Linked DNA regions of Sus scrofa: regions 1 and 2 are each linked to region 3. The links are chromatin contacts, called in public Hi-C and HiChIP or PLAC-seq maps. All regions are on one chromosome and are shown on one strand. Each heading gives the region's core, a stretch centred on a gene start, on an enhancer-like site or on the middle of the called end of the contact. The rest is flanking DNA. Distances are from core to core; before and after follow the strand shown. Region 1 holds the start of PAK1IP1 (p21-activated protein kinase-interacting protein 1). Region 2 overlaps LOC100152566 (N-acetyllactosaminide beta-1,6-N-acetylglucosaminyl-transferase). Region 3 holds the start of LOC100152566 (N-acetyllactosaminide beta-1,6-N-acetylglucosaminyl-transferase).

The links. A called contact is a pair of places that touch in the nucleus more often than the background predicts. HiChIP or PLAC-seq counts read pairs in DNA pulled down with a chosen protein or histone mark.
Region 1: a contact with region 3 is called in an H3K27ac HiChIP or PLAC-seq map of alveolar macrophages. The contact joins the promoter of PAK1IP1 here to the promoter of LOC100152566 in region 3. A contact is called at or near these places in 2 of 47 Hi-C or Micro-C datasets (epiblast stem cells and heart right ventricle) and 1 of 2 datasets of contacts at active chromatin or transcription factors (alveolar macrophages).
Region 2: a Hi-C map of fetal heart ventricle shows a contact between it and region 3, with 5 times the contacts expected there. The contact joins the enhancer-like site here to the promoter of LOC100152566 in region 3. A contact is called at or near these places in 1 of 5 promoter capture datasets (fetal liver), 5 of 47 Hi-C or Micro-C datasets (embryonic fibroblasts, epiblast stem cells, fetal heart ventricle and 2 more) and 1 of 2 datasets of contacts at active chromatin or transcription factors (alveolar macrophages).

What each region holds. Positions count from the first base shown.
Region 1 is chr7:7,441,693-7,446,286 of Sscrofa11.1, reverse strand. It overlaps PAK1IP1 (p21-activated protein kinase-interacting protein 1), which reads right to left and starts at 1,768. Exons shown (of 11, transcript XM_001926200.4): 1 at 1,374-1,768. The coding sequence starts at 1,457.
Region 2 is chr7:7,421,653-7,426,191 of Sscrofa11.1, reverse strand. LOC100152566 (N-acetyllactosaminide beta-1,6-N-acetylglucosaminyl-transferase) reads right to left here. Exons shown (of 3, transcript XM_005665561.3): 3 at 3,993-4,539. Among named protein-coding and RNA genes, the nearest start is that of C7H6orf52, 14 kb to the left of the region's middle. Within about 2 kb of position 2,956, at least 2 of the 83 cell types and tissues checked have an H3K27ac peak or open chromatin away from gene starts, as enhancers often do.
Region 3 is chr7:7,379,853-7,384,100 of Sscrofa11.1, reverse strand. It overlaps LOC100152566 (N-acetyllactosaminide beta-1,6-N-acetylglucosaminyl-transferase), which reads right to left and starts at 1,366. Exons shown (of 3, transcript XM_005665561.3): 1 at 1-1,366.

The DNA.
Region 1 (4,594 bases), core at 519-3,018, 62 kb before region 3:
TTCATGTGTCAGAGACCCCTGGAGGTTTGAGTCCCAGGTCTGCCACTTATCAGCTCTGTGGCTTCCAGCGGGTCACTTAACCTCTCTGGACTTCAGGATCCTCCGCTGTAAATGGGATAACTGTATCTGCCTCAGAGGGCTGCTGTGAGGTCTAGTACTGTGTTTGGAACGTGCACAGCAACATTATTACAAAAACACAATCTGTAACATCATCTTTAAGTATCCAAAACATGTCACCTTTCAGCCAAAGGCAGCTTAATCACCAGAGTAGAAAACAAAATAAACAAAAGAAATTAGTCAGATCCTATACTTCCAATTTTCTGGTTATTTAAGTTTGACATCTTGTCTTCATAAAGACCTAACAGGTCAAAGTTCCCATCGTGGCTCAGCAGTAACAAACCTGACTAGTATCCATGAGGAACCGGGTTCAATCCCTGGCCCTGCTCAGTGGGTTAAGGATCCAGTGTTGCCCATGAACTGTAGTGTAGGTTGCAGGTGGAGCTTGGATCCCGCATTGCTGTGGTGTAGAGCAGCAGCTGCAGCTCGGAATCAGCTCCTAGCCTGGGAATTTCCATATGCTGTGGGTGCGGCCCTAAAAAGAAAGCAAAAAAAAAAAAACAAAACGACATAACAGGTCAACGAATTAGGTTTCTAGGAAATATCTAGGATTGCTTAGAGGGAAAAAAGAGTACTAGACTAAAAGTAAGGAGATGTTACATCGAGTCCTGGGTATGTCCTGTTTGACTACTGCCAATTTACTTAACCTTTTAACTCACACGCTTAGTAAAAAAACTCATCACGTTTTGTTTTAATTTTTCTCCACGTATTTGCCTCCCTCAATCTCTCTTTCTCATGTGGGTAAGCTCTCCAGTGCAGGATTTATACCTTTGGCTTCCCTGCACCTTTACCGAAAGTAATGGCCCCACGTAAGAGCCCAATAGTGAACTGGTATCACTTTATCAATGAGGGGTTTATCCAGATCCAGTTCAAATACATGGTAAAATCCCAGAACAAAAACTCAAAGAGCTGTTCTTTCATTAAATCCTGAACACCCCAACTAGTTGTCAACTTAGGGGAGCGACCTTTAAACTCATACAATCTATGGCTCATTGGCCCGTTTGCAGAAATGCCAGTTTCCTTCGTGCACGGGTCATGTTTACTACAAAACGCAGACATCATCTCGTCTTATGAAACGCCTTCTCTGTTCTAAAAGACTAAGACGTGTTTTAAGTCTCCTGAATTGCATTCACCAATGAATCCCTAGCGGTTCTGACGGTTCCCCTGCGGTGCTGTGTTTACCTCGGCCGCGTGGGAACCACATCAGACGCTTGGCCGCCCCACCGCCTGCGGTCCCTCCGCGCGCGGGCTCTCACCTCGTGGCTGCCGCTCGTCTCGGGCTCCGGGTGTACAGCGAACCCAAAAAGAACCTGCTCGTAGCAACCAGCCACCACCTCCATTCAGCAGCGCACGTGCCTCCTCAGCGAGCGGGGCTCGGCGCAGCTGGGCAGTGACGCAAGCGGACGCAAGGGGCAGAGGGGGTCCTTCTTGCGTCGGCGCTCAAATTTACGTCAAGACCGCGGGGCTGCCTTTTAGGCGCCTGACTCCATGGGAGAGATTTCGGGACTAGAAGATCACGCGGAATTACCAAGAGGAGAATAAGAAAGGACGCCACATGGCGAGAGTCTCATTTCAAGGAGAAAGCAAACGGAGGATCAGCAGGCATATTCTAGGAAGCCCCGTGTCAGGCGATTCTGAGGCGAGGGGGCGGGACATCCTGCGCGAAAGTCCTCGTTTCCGGGGCGTCTACGGAAGGGGCGGGGCAGCTTCCGGGCTGGGCGGGAGGCGAGGGGGCGGCTCCGGCGTTGCAGTGTAATTGGCGGATCGACGCCTGTGTGTAGTGGCACAGGTACAGGCGTTAGGCTTTCGGTGGTGCAGGAAGTCGTGGAATGAACCTTTTTCGTTCACATTCGCTGTAATAGAGCAAGGAGGGGGGCATGTAGGACTGGTAGGGCTCGCAGTCGTCAGAGGGGTCCGATTCCCTCGCCCCCGCCCAGGCCAAATAATCTCGCTCTGCGCACCTTTCCTCCCAGCTTGCTTTTGGTTTCTCGAACTCTGGGGACAAATCGGCCACTGTGGGGCATCCTGCGGGTGGGGGAGGACCCTTTGCTTGAGGGGGGGTAAAGACACTGCTCGAAGAGGAAGGGCCAGTCACCCTAGGTTCGGTTCTAGAAGGAAATCTCATATTCCGTTTCACCACCTCCCCCACCTTAAGTGCAAAGTCAGTGTTATTAAAAACACAGGTAGCCCTAATTTAGATTTGAGGTTTTCATGAGATACAGAGATTCAGAGATGTGTTAGAAAGGACAGCTTCGCACCTGCGAAGTGACTGGACTGTGCCACATAGAAGTGATTTTACTTTGGTGGCTTTGTCACTGCAGCGCCAGGAAGGCCTTGTCTTCTGCGCATTTTGGCGACTCCATGTGTAAGCACTTCTTAGGCACTGAAATGCTGAAGTTCAAATCGTTCTCAGGCTTTTGGAAACCCTGTTTACAGCACAGGCACCCATGGGAGCAACTGTGGGTGTGGAACCACAGTGACGTTCACACTAATCCTTTATGTTCCCAGTGTATGTAAGTTATGTTTATGTCACACTGTAGTCCATTAAGTGTGTAATACCATATGTCTGGAAAAAATGCATATTCTTTAATTTTGAAGAACTACTTCATTGCCGCCCCCCCCCCAAAAAAATTGCTAACCATAGCGTTCTTGGCTGTGGCACAGTGGGTTAGGAATCTGACTGCAGCAGCACCGGTCGCTGGGGAAGTGAGGGTTCCATCTCTGGCTCCACACAGTGGGTTGAAAGATCTGGAGTTGCCACAACTGCGACCCACAGTGTGGCCTGGGAGAACTCCCATATGCTGTGGGTGCACCCATTAAAAAAAAAAAAAATCATGAGCTTTATGTATTCTGTTTCTTCTGGAATCCCTCAGTACCCTGCCTCATTACCCCAGCGAAATCTCAACTGTTGTTCGATAAGAATTAGTACTCATTTGAAATTAATTTTAATGTGTCATGATAACAGGATAATTACTCTCCTGCGTCTCTTACCAGATGGCCACACTTTTACCTGCTTAAGTAGTAACATTTAAGAAAAGACTGTGATTTGAAAGTCTTTTGTTCCAACCAGGAATTTTTTAAAAATATAGTTAGTTCTAGAATAAAAACCATAGTGCAAGCGACATAAACAACTCAAAGAGGCTTACCCTTCCTTCCTTTCCCCCTTTCTTCCTTCCCCCCTCCCTTCCTTCCTTTCCTGTTAGAAATTAGTTGAACCAGAAACTTTTAAGTTTAATTAGGTCCCATTTGATCCAGCAGTCCCACTCCTGGGCATCTATCCAGAGAAAACCATGACTCGCAAAGACACATGTACTCCGATGTTCATTGCAGCACTATTTGCAAGAGCCAAGACATGGAAACAACCTAAATGTCCATCGACAGAGGAGTGGATCAAGATGTGGTCCAAATACACAATGGAATATTACTCAGCCATTAAAAGGAACGAAATACCAGCATTTGTAGCAACATGGATGGACCTAGAAATTATCATGCTAAGTGAAATCAGTCAGACAATGAGACACCAACATCAAATGCTTTCACTGACATGTGTAATCTGAAAAAAGGACAGAATGAACTTCTTTGCAGAACAGATACTGACTTTGAAAAACTTATGGTTTCCAAAGGAATCAGTTTGGGGGGGTGGGGGGATGCGCTGGGGATGTGGGGTGGAAATCCTATAAAATTGGATTGTGATGATCATTGTACAACTATAAATGTCATAAATTCATTGAGTAATTAAAAAAAAATCAATTGAACCAGTCATAGAACTTAGAAGACCTTAGAGCATCTGGCCCAGGGGTTCCTAATCTGGGTGGAAACTTCTTGAGGCTATGCATCCCCTGAAATTACATGCAAAATTGTATATGCACATTTATGGAAAGCATCGATAACAATTTCATTACATTTTCAAAAAGAGCTGTGCCCCTAAGATTAAAATACACCCGTCTGAGGGTATAAATGCTGAAGTAGGTCCAGAAAAGGAAAGACACTCTTTCAAAACCAAAAAAAACCTAAGTAACAATAGACCCCATGCTGCTGCTGCTTTTTACATTTCCTTGGCTTCAAATGTTCTCTTTAAACAGAGAAGAAAAGTAGTTTTTATTGCCTAGAGAAAAACACATAATACAATATTATATACCTGCTCAACTGGATTCAAACTGAGCATACTTCCTGCCAAACCTCCTGTTCTCTTTCCAGCATAGGATGTAAAACACCATTCAGTCTCTTTCTTGTGAAGACTGCTGTTGCCAAGAAACAGCCAACTGTTCTGAGTTGGTTAACACCAAAGCACAACAGGATTTCTAGGTTTCCACTTAAATTATTGCTGGAAAAGCTTTTTACTCTTGAGCCATGCATTGATTTATTCATTTGTTCAATAAATATTTATTGAGTCCCTGGCTTGGTTTGGTTTGCTAAAGAAAAAAGAACTCATGTCAGTTCTAATATTCTTGCTCAATTACCTTGCTTCCACTGTGTG
Region 2 (4,539 bases), core at 1,707-4,206, 41 kb before region 3:
CAGTTTGACACATGATGCTGGCCCTCAGTTTCTGAATTTTGCCATCTTTTCGAAAGAACCCCTTTGTTTTGGGCCACTCAGTCCTCCTATCTCACATAGTCCCCGGCATCCTTGCCACAATGTAGGTCAGGCTCCCTGGGCTCTGGGCGGGGCTCACCAAGATTAATCTCCTTGGAATCTCCCCACTTTCAAAGTGGGGGTGTCCCTCATGGGAACATGAGCAAGGTCAGCTTCACCTGCTGCCTCCTCCTCCCAGAGACATCACTACTTTCCCCGAGGTCAGAACTCCCATTGGCTTGACCTCTTAATCCCTGAGCCATCCTGACCAGAAGGGGGAGATGTTACAATAGGAAACGTCGCCTTCCAGCATTCGGCTTCCCAAGCTCCAATCATGTACCCAGTCTGTTTAGATGGGTCCCTGCTCTGGTTTCCTACTTGACCTAGACTCCTCCACTAAGTTCTTACTGAGCAAGGAGATTAGGAGCGGTGACTTTTTCTCTTACCTTTTGAAGGAACCTGTGCAAAGGAAAACATTTTAAACCCAAAGTCACTCCCAATTCCTTCAAGTCACAAGGAGATAGAAACAGGGGTTAAAAATGATTAGAATCATAATACATGTTGATTTATATTTACTTTCTGGTATTCCGATTCATAACTCAATAAAGGATACCTACATCAAACACACAACATCATACACAAGCGTTAAACAGATTCTTATGTTGAGACCAACTCAAGGCCAGCTGCTTTCGCTGCTACTATTTCAAATTGCCTTGTAGGGAGTTCCCGCAGTGGTGCAGTGGAAACGAATCCGATTAGTATCCACAAGCATTCGGGTTCGATCCCTGGCCTCACTCAGTGGGTTAAGGATCCAGCATCACCATGAGCTGTGGTGTCGTCTGCAGATGTGGCTTGGATCCCGAGTTGCTGTGGCTATGGTGTAGGCAGGCAGCTGGAGCTCCGGTTCGACTCCTAGCCTGGGAACCTCCATATGCCTTGGGAGCAGCCCTAGAAAAAGGCAAAAAGACAAAAAAAAAAAAAATTATTTTTATGGCTGAATAATATTCCATTGTATACATATACATCTTTTTCCATTCATCTATTTGTTTTTTTCTTTTTCTTGTTTTGGCCGCCCCTGTGGCACCTGGAGTTCCTGGGCCAGGGATCAGCTCCGAGCCACAGTTCCCACCTATGAGGCAGCTGTGGCCAACCCCAGATCCTTAACCCTCTGTGCTAGGCTGGGATCGAACCTGCGTCCCAGCGCTTCATTATGCAGTCATCTGTTGATCGACACGTAGGTCTTGGGTATTGTCAATAGTGCTGCTGTGAACACTGGGGTGCATGTATTTTTTTTAAGTTGGAGTTTTTGCTTTTTATGGATATATGCCCATATAATCGGGTAGAACTGCCCGATTATATGGTAACCCTATTCTTAGATTTTTAAGGAACCTCTATACTTGTTTTACAAAGTGCTTGCTCCTGTGTACATTCCCACCAACGGTGTAGGAGGGTTCCCTTTTCTTCATGCCCTCTCTAGCATTTCTTTTTTTTCTTTTTTTTTTTTTTTTTGGCTTTTGTCTTTTTAGGGCCACACTTGCACCATGACAGGAAACTCCTCTCTCTAGCATTTATTTGTAGACTTTTTGCTGATGGCCACTCTGACCTGTGTGGTGATACCGCATTGTAGCAAAACTGGTATATATGGCTAAGTACCTGAAAATATGAGGTGTAGCACATTGAGAAACTACTAGAAATAATGAAAAAGTGTAGCAAAACCCACAGACAGGACCCAAATCAAATGTTTTCTTTTACGCTATCAATAGCAAGATAGAAATCCTATTCCCCCAAAGCACAAAGACCTCTATGTAATGAAAACGGTAATTTACCTCTGTAATCGTCCTCCTCCAACCCCCCCAAATCCAATCTAACCATGAGAAAAGCATCAGACAAAACCATCTGGGGGGCACTGTACTAAATACCCAGCTGGCACCCCTCAAAATTGTCATCGTCAAAAACAAGGAAAGTCTGAGAAACAGTCCCAGCCAGACTGTGGATGGGACCCGGGACCACCACCACCAAAATAATTATTCGATCCTAAGGATATATCGGTATTGGCTCGTTTGTTGTGACAAATATTTCACAAGAATGCTCTTTTATAAACATGATTCGGGAACCTGTGGGTATGGGGGAATCTCTTGGTCCTAGCAGCAATTTTTCTGTACAATTAAAACTATTCCCAAATTAAAATTAATGTTAATGAATATGAGTAATTTTTGAAGGGCCCAAAAAGGCAAGTTGCAAAAAGATATAATTGCTATTATATATCTACACAGTCAATTCACTAAAAAAAAAAAAAAGCTAGTATGTGTGTCTTTGTATTTCCACTGAGTATACAGAAGCCTATGCACATAACTGATGTAGAGTTAGAGAGCTGTGTGGTCCAAGAGCCACTAGTTACATGGGCTAAAAATAAGTACTATGTCCTCAGTCATCTGAGCCACCTTTCAAGTGCCTAGCAGCTACCACGAGCGGGTACTATTTTGGACAGGACAGATAGAGGATATTTTCATCATAGCAGAAATTCTTTGGGGCAGCATGGTCAGAAGATAGATAGGTACATGTGCAGGCCACCACACTGAAAGGAACTTAAGAATATTTACCAAACACGTCATTACCTCTGGAGAAAGGTGTTCACTTTTTATGTATCTTTCTGTATTCATTCTTTTTATTCTACATTCTTCTGTATTCCATTTTTAAAAAAATGTATGACCTTAATTTTATTCTGCCTTCCAAAAAGATTTTTATTATCATTGATTTATGTATTCTATTTTTATGAGCATATATTTTTGGTTTTGATTTTGAAATGTTTTTCACTTTCAAGGGATTTTGTACTAAAAAAAGGTACATTTGGGGTTCCCTGCTGGCCGAGCTGTTAAGGATCTGGCATCGTCACTGCAGTGGCTCAGGTCACTGCTGTGGTGTACGATGGACTATTGGCCCAGGAACTTCTGCATGTCATGGGCACGGCCAAAAAAAAAAAAGTACATTAGATGTTTAAATGAATTATTTTTCTTAGTATGTCTATCATTTCCCGTGTGTCTATCAGAGGCAATATTTGTTTAGCCAAACTTAGCTCCGAAATGCTGCTCAAAAACTTTGGCATTTGATATTCAAGTGACTATGATAGTACCAACATGTCTTTATTTTTTTAAAAATGACTAAAGAAGGCAAATATAGAAGGACAATTTATGCCTGCTTCAGATTTTTAAATAGTTGTACCCAATTTAAAAGAAAGTGATCTTCCTGGAGTTCCTGTTGTGGCACAGTGGAAATGAATCCGACTAGGAACCATGAGGTTATGGGTTCGATTCCCAGCTTTGCTCAGTGGGTTAAGGATCCGGCATTGCCGTGAGCTATGGCGTAGGCTGGCAGCAACAGCTCCGATTAGACCCCTAGCCTGGGAACCTCCATATGCCATGGGTGCGGCCCTAAAAAGAAAAAAAAAAAAAAGAAAAGAAAGTGATCTTCCATTATATTCCCTTCTCCAACATTCCCAGTTATTCTCCCCATCACCCCACAAGGGGAAAGTTTCATTATTTTTCAGTGAGTGGGCATTTTAGACAGGTAGGTGTGTACGTGTGGATGTATTTATCTGTATGTTTTAGAAAATGCTAGGAGTTCCCGTCGTGGCGCAGTGGTTAACGAACCCGACTAGGAACCATGAGGTTGCCGGTTCGATCCCTGGCCTTGCTCATTGGGTTAAGGATCCGGCATTGTCATGAGCTGTGGTGTAGGTTGCAGAAGTGGCTCGGATCCCACGTTGCTGTGGCTCTGGCATAGGCTGGTGGCTAGGCTCCAATTTGACCCCTAGCCTGGGAATCTCCATATGCTGCGGGAGTAGCCCTAGAAAAGGCAAAACAACCAAAAAAAAAGAAAGAAAATGCTAGGAGAAGTACCTTGTTAAATATCAAATAAAAATACACAATAGCCCCAAGGGTGGAAAACAATATATTAATTTATTTCAAGAGAACAATGTGGAATATCATCAAAAACCAAGCTTTCAGGGCATCTCCACGGACTCGCAGAAATCCACTCGTCCAAACACTACACTCTTTCAATATTAAAGGACTTAAGACACAGAATAAACGACCAACGGCAGACATGTAAACTTCTTCTCTTCCAGAAGATTTCTCGCTCTACATGCGAAAGATCCAGTGTAAAACATTCCTTCTTCTCAGGCGGTTTCATGTAAATAATTTGAAAAAAAAAAAAGGGTGATTTATAGATTCTGCCATTAGCTCCGGGTGTGCTGTCTATGCCTTCAACTCTTCATCACCCGATTCAGTTCTGTTTTTTCAGTAGCAGGAAAAGAAGAAGGCTTTGCTTCCAAGTCATTCCCTTAAATACGATTAACATTCAACAGACACAATTACAGGACCAAAAACTGCATTAATCAGATGCATCCTTCATCGTCGTTACCGTTTTTCATTAGAATAAATAAACCATCAGGATTTTGAAGGGTCCCAGTAGACTTCACATTTT
Region 3 (4,248 bases), core at 117-2,616:
CTGGGCATACACAGACACAGCTAAGGACAACCCCCCTTGCAACACGCCCAAGAAGAAGACTATCGCGGGGTGGGGGGGAAGGCTGATGGTGGGGGGGCTGTTCGCTGGGTTAAGTCAGACAATTTCTGATGATTTTACATAGCACATCGCACTTCCCTGGACTGGCTATGGACAGAGGGAAATAAGAATTACACTCGTGGGGGCGTGAGATGGCGGCAGAAGGAATCTAGGAGTGACTTTTAACTTTAAAGGGTCGTACATGAAATAAACACATCTTCGGTGGCCTGCCAGGGAGAACGGTGATTGGCATTGCTCCCAGACAGCAAAGGCTGGTTCCCATTTCACACAGAGCTTCAGATAACTTGAGCTCTTCACACAGTATTATCTACCGAATGTGGAGTGAGGAGCCACTGGGTCTCTTTAAAAGCCCGACATCTTCCGATTTGAGGTCATTTGGTAGAAGGCAAAGGATTCTCCTTTCCACCCCACCTCCTCTCCCACTTCCTTACTCTGAAGAAGAAAGGACAAAAGTCTTCAGAGCTGTGGCGGAAATTCCTGGAAGTCTCAGTCAGTGTAATGCAGGGGAGGCGGGAGAAGAAGCCCAGCAGGTCTGATCACATTACAGAGGGGTTCTCATAGCTCACCTGTGCTGGTGCCGCCAGCAAATCAGCAAACGTGGGGGCGTGCTGCAGATGAAGGCAGGTGGTAAGGAGCTTCTGGGGGAAAGTTACTGGTCCCACTAACAGGCCAACTGTGGCAGCCCCAGGAGCTACAAGTGGCCCCCCTCCCATCTCATTCCAGCAGTCACCCAGCTAGTCTACCTGTCCGGGCACGATGTGGCACCTGGAGCAACTAACTGCTCCTGTTAGGAAGACCGTGGTGTCTAAAGAGCAAGCGCCCTGCCCTCTTCCCATCACGTGCCAGCACTTTGCTTTCCACAGTTCACTGGACTCAAAATGACAGCAGTAGCATGGGTGTGGCTGAGAATGAAGAGTGTGGCCCGCAACAGCAGGAAACCAAGGATGCTGCTGCCATCGAGCCATCGCATGACAACTACTCCTGACAGTGAGCCCTGAGGGACCTCAGGATGGAAACAAGATGCGTACCACCAAGCCATCAGCCACTGCAGTCCCCCCAAACCCTCCCCCCGGCCCAGCGGTTCCCCCTGAGGACACTCGGGTGGGAAAGCACAGGACACCGGCCCAAGATACGGCGGTGCATGCATATCAAATCAATGATTTCAATGAACCCAGACTTTTGCATTTCCCATACATAGAAAAGCATTAAATTCCTTGAGATACCTGGTTTTCTTTCTTCCTTCCTTCCTTCCTTTCTTTCATCTTTCTCCCTCTTTCTTTTTTTTGCTTTTTAGGGCTGCATCTGCCAGGCTAGGGGTCCAATTGGAGCTACAGCTGCCAGCCTATACCATGGCCATAGCAACTCGGGATCCAAGCTGCTTCTGTGACCTACACCACAGCTCATAGCAACACCCATCCTTAACCCACTGAGCAAGGCCAGGGATCGATCATGAATCCTCATGGATACGAGTCAGATTCATTTCCACTGTGCCACAATGGGAACTCCCTGGTTTTCTTTAATTAACAATAGTCTGCTCACGTTTGGACTACCCGGTCCTTGTTGCAAAAACTCCCTTGCTGCTACGGAGCAGTCCCTTGAACCCATCTGTGAGGCTGTCTCCTGGCATGAAGTCCTCAGAGTGTTCAACTTTTAGGTTGTGCAATTCCCCCCCCAGCCAACCTGACAGATACTGATTTAGAGGGGGACCCAAAGGGTTGGCAGGGATCTCAAAGATCACCTAGCACAACCCTGTATTTTACAGATGAGGAAACTAAGCCCGATACAAATATTTTTTTTAAGGTCATTTGGCTGGATAGTAGAAGTCAGAGCCTTAAATCTGCAGCTCACTGGTCCAGATACCAGAGCCAGTCTAGTTGGTTTCAGATCCGAGCTGGTCACGAACCAGCTGTACCAGCAGGGTAGTTCCTTAACCTCTCTAAGTGCCAGTTTCTTTGTTTGCCAGATGGAAAATAACAATAGTTCCTATTTCACATGATCGTTAAAAACATTGTCAGGAGTTCCTGTTGTGGCTTAGCAGAAACAAATCTGACTAGCATCCATGATGAGGCAGGTTTGATCCCTGGCCTTGCTCAGGGGTTTGGGATCCCAAGTTGCCATGAGCTGTGGTGTAGATCACAGACGTGGCTTGAATCCTGTGCTGCTGTGGCTGTGGCCGTGGCCAACAGCTCCAGCTCCAGTTTGCCCCCTGGCCTGGGACTCTCCATATGCTATGGGTGTGGCCCTAAAAGGACAAAAAAAAAAAGATGAAAACATTAAATCAGATAATTCTTTGCTGTTGTTGTTGGCCACGCCCATGGCTTGCAGAATTCCTAGTCCAGGGATTGAAATGGTGTCACTGCAGTGGCTTGGGTCAATAACTCAACCCAATTAAAAGCCTTAAGAAAATAAATGCTGGATCCTTAACCACTGGGCTGCCAGGGAACTCCTAAAAGAGACAGCTCTAGTTCAGTTTATATCTGCTTATATAAGTTCAATAAGCATTAGTGATTGTTCTGCTGTTGTTTCCTTTTGAAAAAGAGCCAATGTTTTTGACCCTGTTAAGGAACCGATCTTTTGATTTCTGTTTACTAATAATAGAAAAGGAAAAAAAAAAAGCATTTATTTTCTTTTTTTTTTTTTTTTGGTGACTGAAACTATTTTTTTTTTTATTTTATTTTCCCACTGTACAGTAAGGGGGTCAGGTTATCCTTAGATGTATACATTACAATTACATTTTTTCCCCAACCCTTTGTTCTGTTGCAACATGAGTATCTAGACATAGTTCTCAATGCTATTCAGCAGGATCTCTTGTAATCTATTCTAGTTGTGTCTGATAAGCCAAGCTCCCGATCCCTCCACTCCTCCCCTCCAGCATTTATTTTCTTAAGGCTTTTAATTGGGTTGAGTTATTGCTACTCTAAAAGAGGGAAGGTTAAGAGTTCCCATCGTGGCTCAGGGGTAACAAACCGGACTAGTATCCATGAGGACTTGGGTTCGAACCCTGGCCTTGCTCAGTGGGTTAAGGATCTGGCATTGCCATGAGCTGTGGTGTAGGTTGCAACATGGCTTGGATCCCCAGTTGGTGTGGCTGTTGTGCAGGTTGCAGCAGCAACTCTGATTCAACCTCTAGCCCCGAACTTCCATATGCTGCAGGTGCAGCCCTAAAAAGCAAAAGCAAAAAAACCCAAAAAACAAAATCATAAAAGAGGGAAGGTTAGAGTTCACTCTTCCTTTCCCATCACTGTCTCCCTTCACCCTGGGGAGGGAGGGAAATGCAGGTGCTGAAAGGGAAGTACTGAACAGTTTGTTTTGAGGGTTTGACTTCCTTTCATTCTTACTAGAGCTGCTCCTTTTTCTGCAAAGTATGCAGAGCCGGGAGGGAAGGCAGAGAGAAGAGAGAAGACCTGCTCTCACTGCAGGTTCGGTTGGTTTTTCTCCTCTTTGCTTTAGATCCTCAACCCTTCAATAAGGAGCTCAGGTCGGATGCTGAAGCAAACCCAACAAACCTTTAATCGTGATCTAGTCAAAGCGGTTGCCAATGAGCAGGAGTGCAGCGTGATTTACAGTTCAGAACAGCAGGACCCCAAAGCCCTGCTCCAGTCTGCTCTGCCTTATTTATTTACACTGATTTAGATGAACAGCCAGCGATAGGGCGCGATTCTTTTTTTAGTGCTTGGCCCGGCAGGAGGTTTGTTTTGCCTGGTATCTGTGGCAACTGAACAGGCATTTTCTTCCAGCGCATAACTGGGCAGGCTAAGCGATTCACTTCCAATCAGGACAGGATTTCTGCTCTGTTCACTCTAGTTGGCTTAACGTATCGAAAACGGTCATCAAGTGGACATTTTGGGGCGCTCTCTGCCTCCCTCTGCCCCAGGATAACCTTTACTGCCGCAGTCCTGGGGGCAGCACAGGGACAGCTGCTGAGAACACAGAATTATTTCAGCTCAGACATTAAAGCAAAAAGCTAGGCTCTCTGGAGGTTTTTGGAGACTACGATGGGATCTTTTCGTCCCTATAGTCACTTTTAGTTCTCATTAACCTTGTTTGCGCCATGCATTCACCCCAGTTGGGCTATGGGGGGCAAATGCAAATGCCTTCTTGCAGGGGTGGGTGGGGTTACGATCTGGACGGATCAGTTCCCAAGTCCTTAGCTTCCTCCCCTACCTCTGA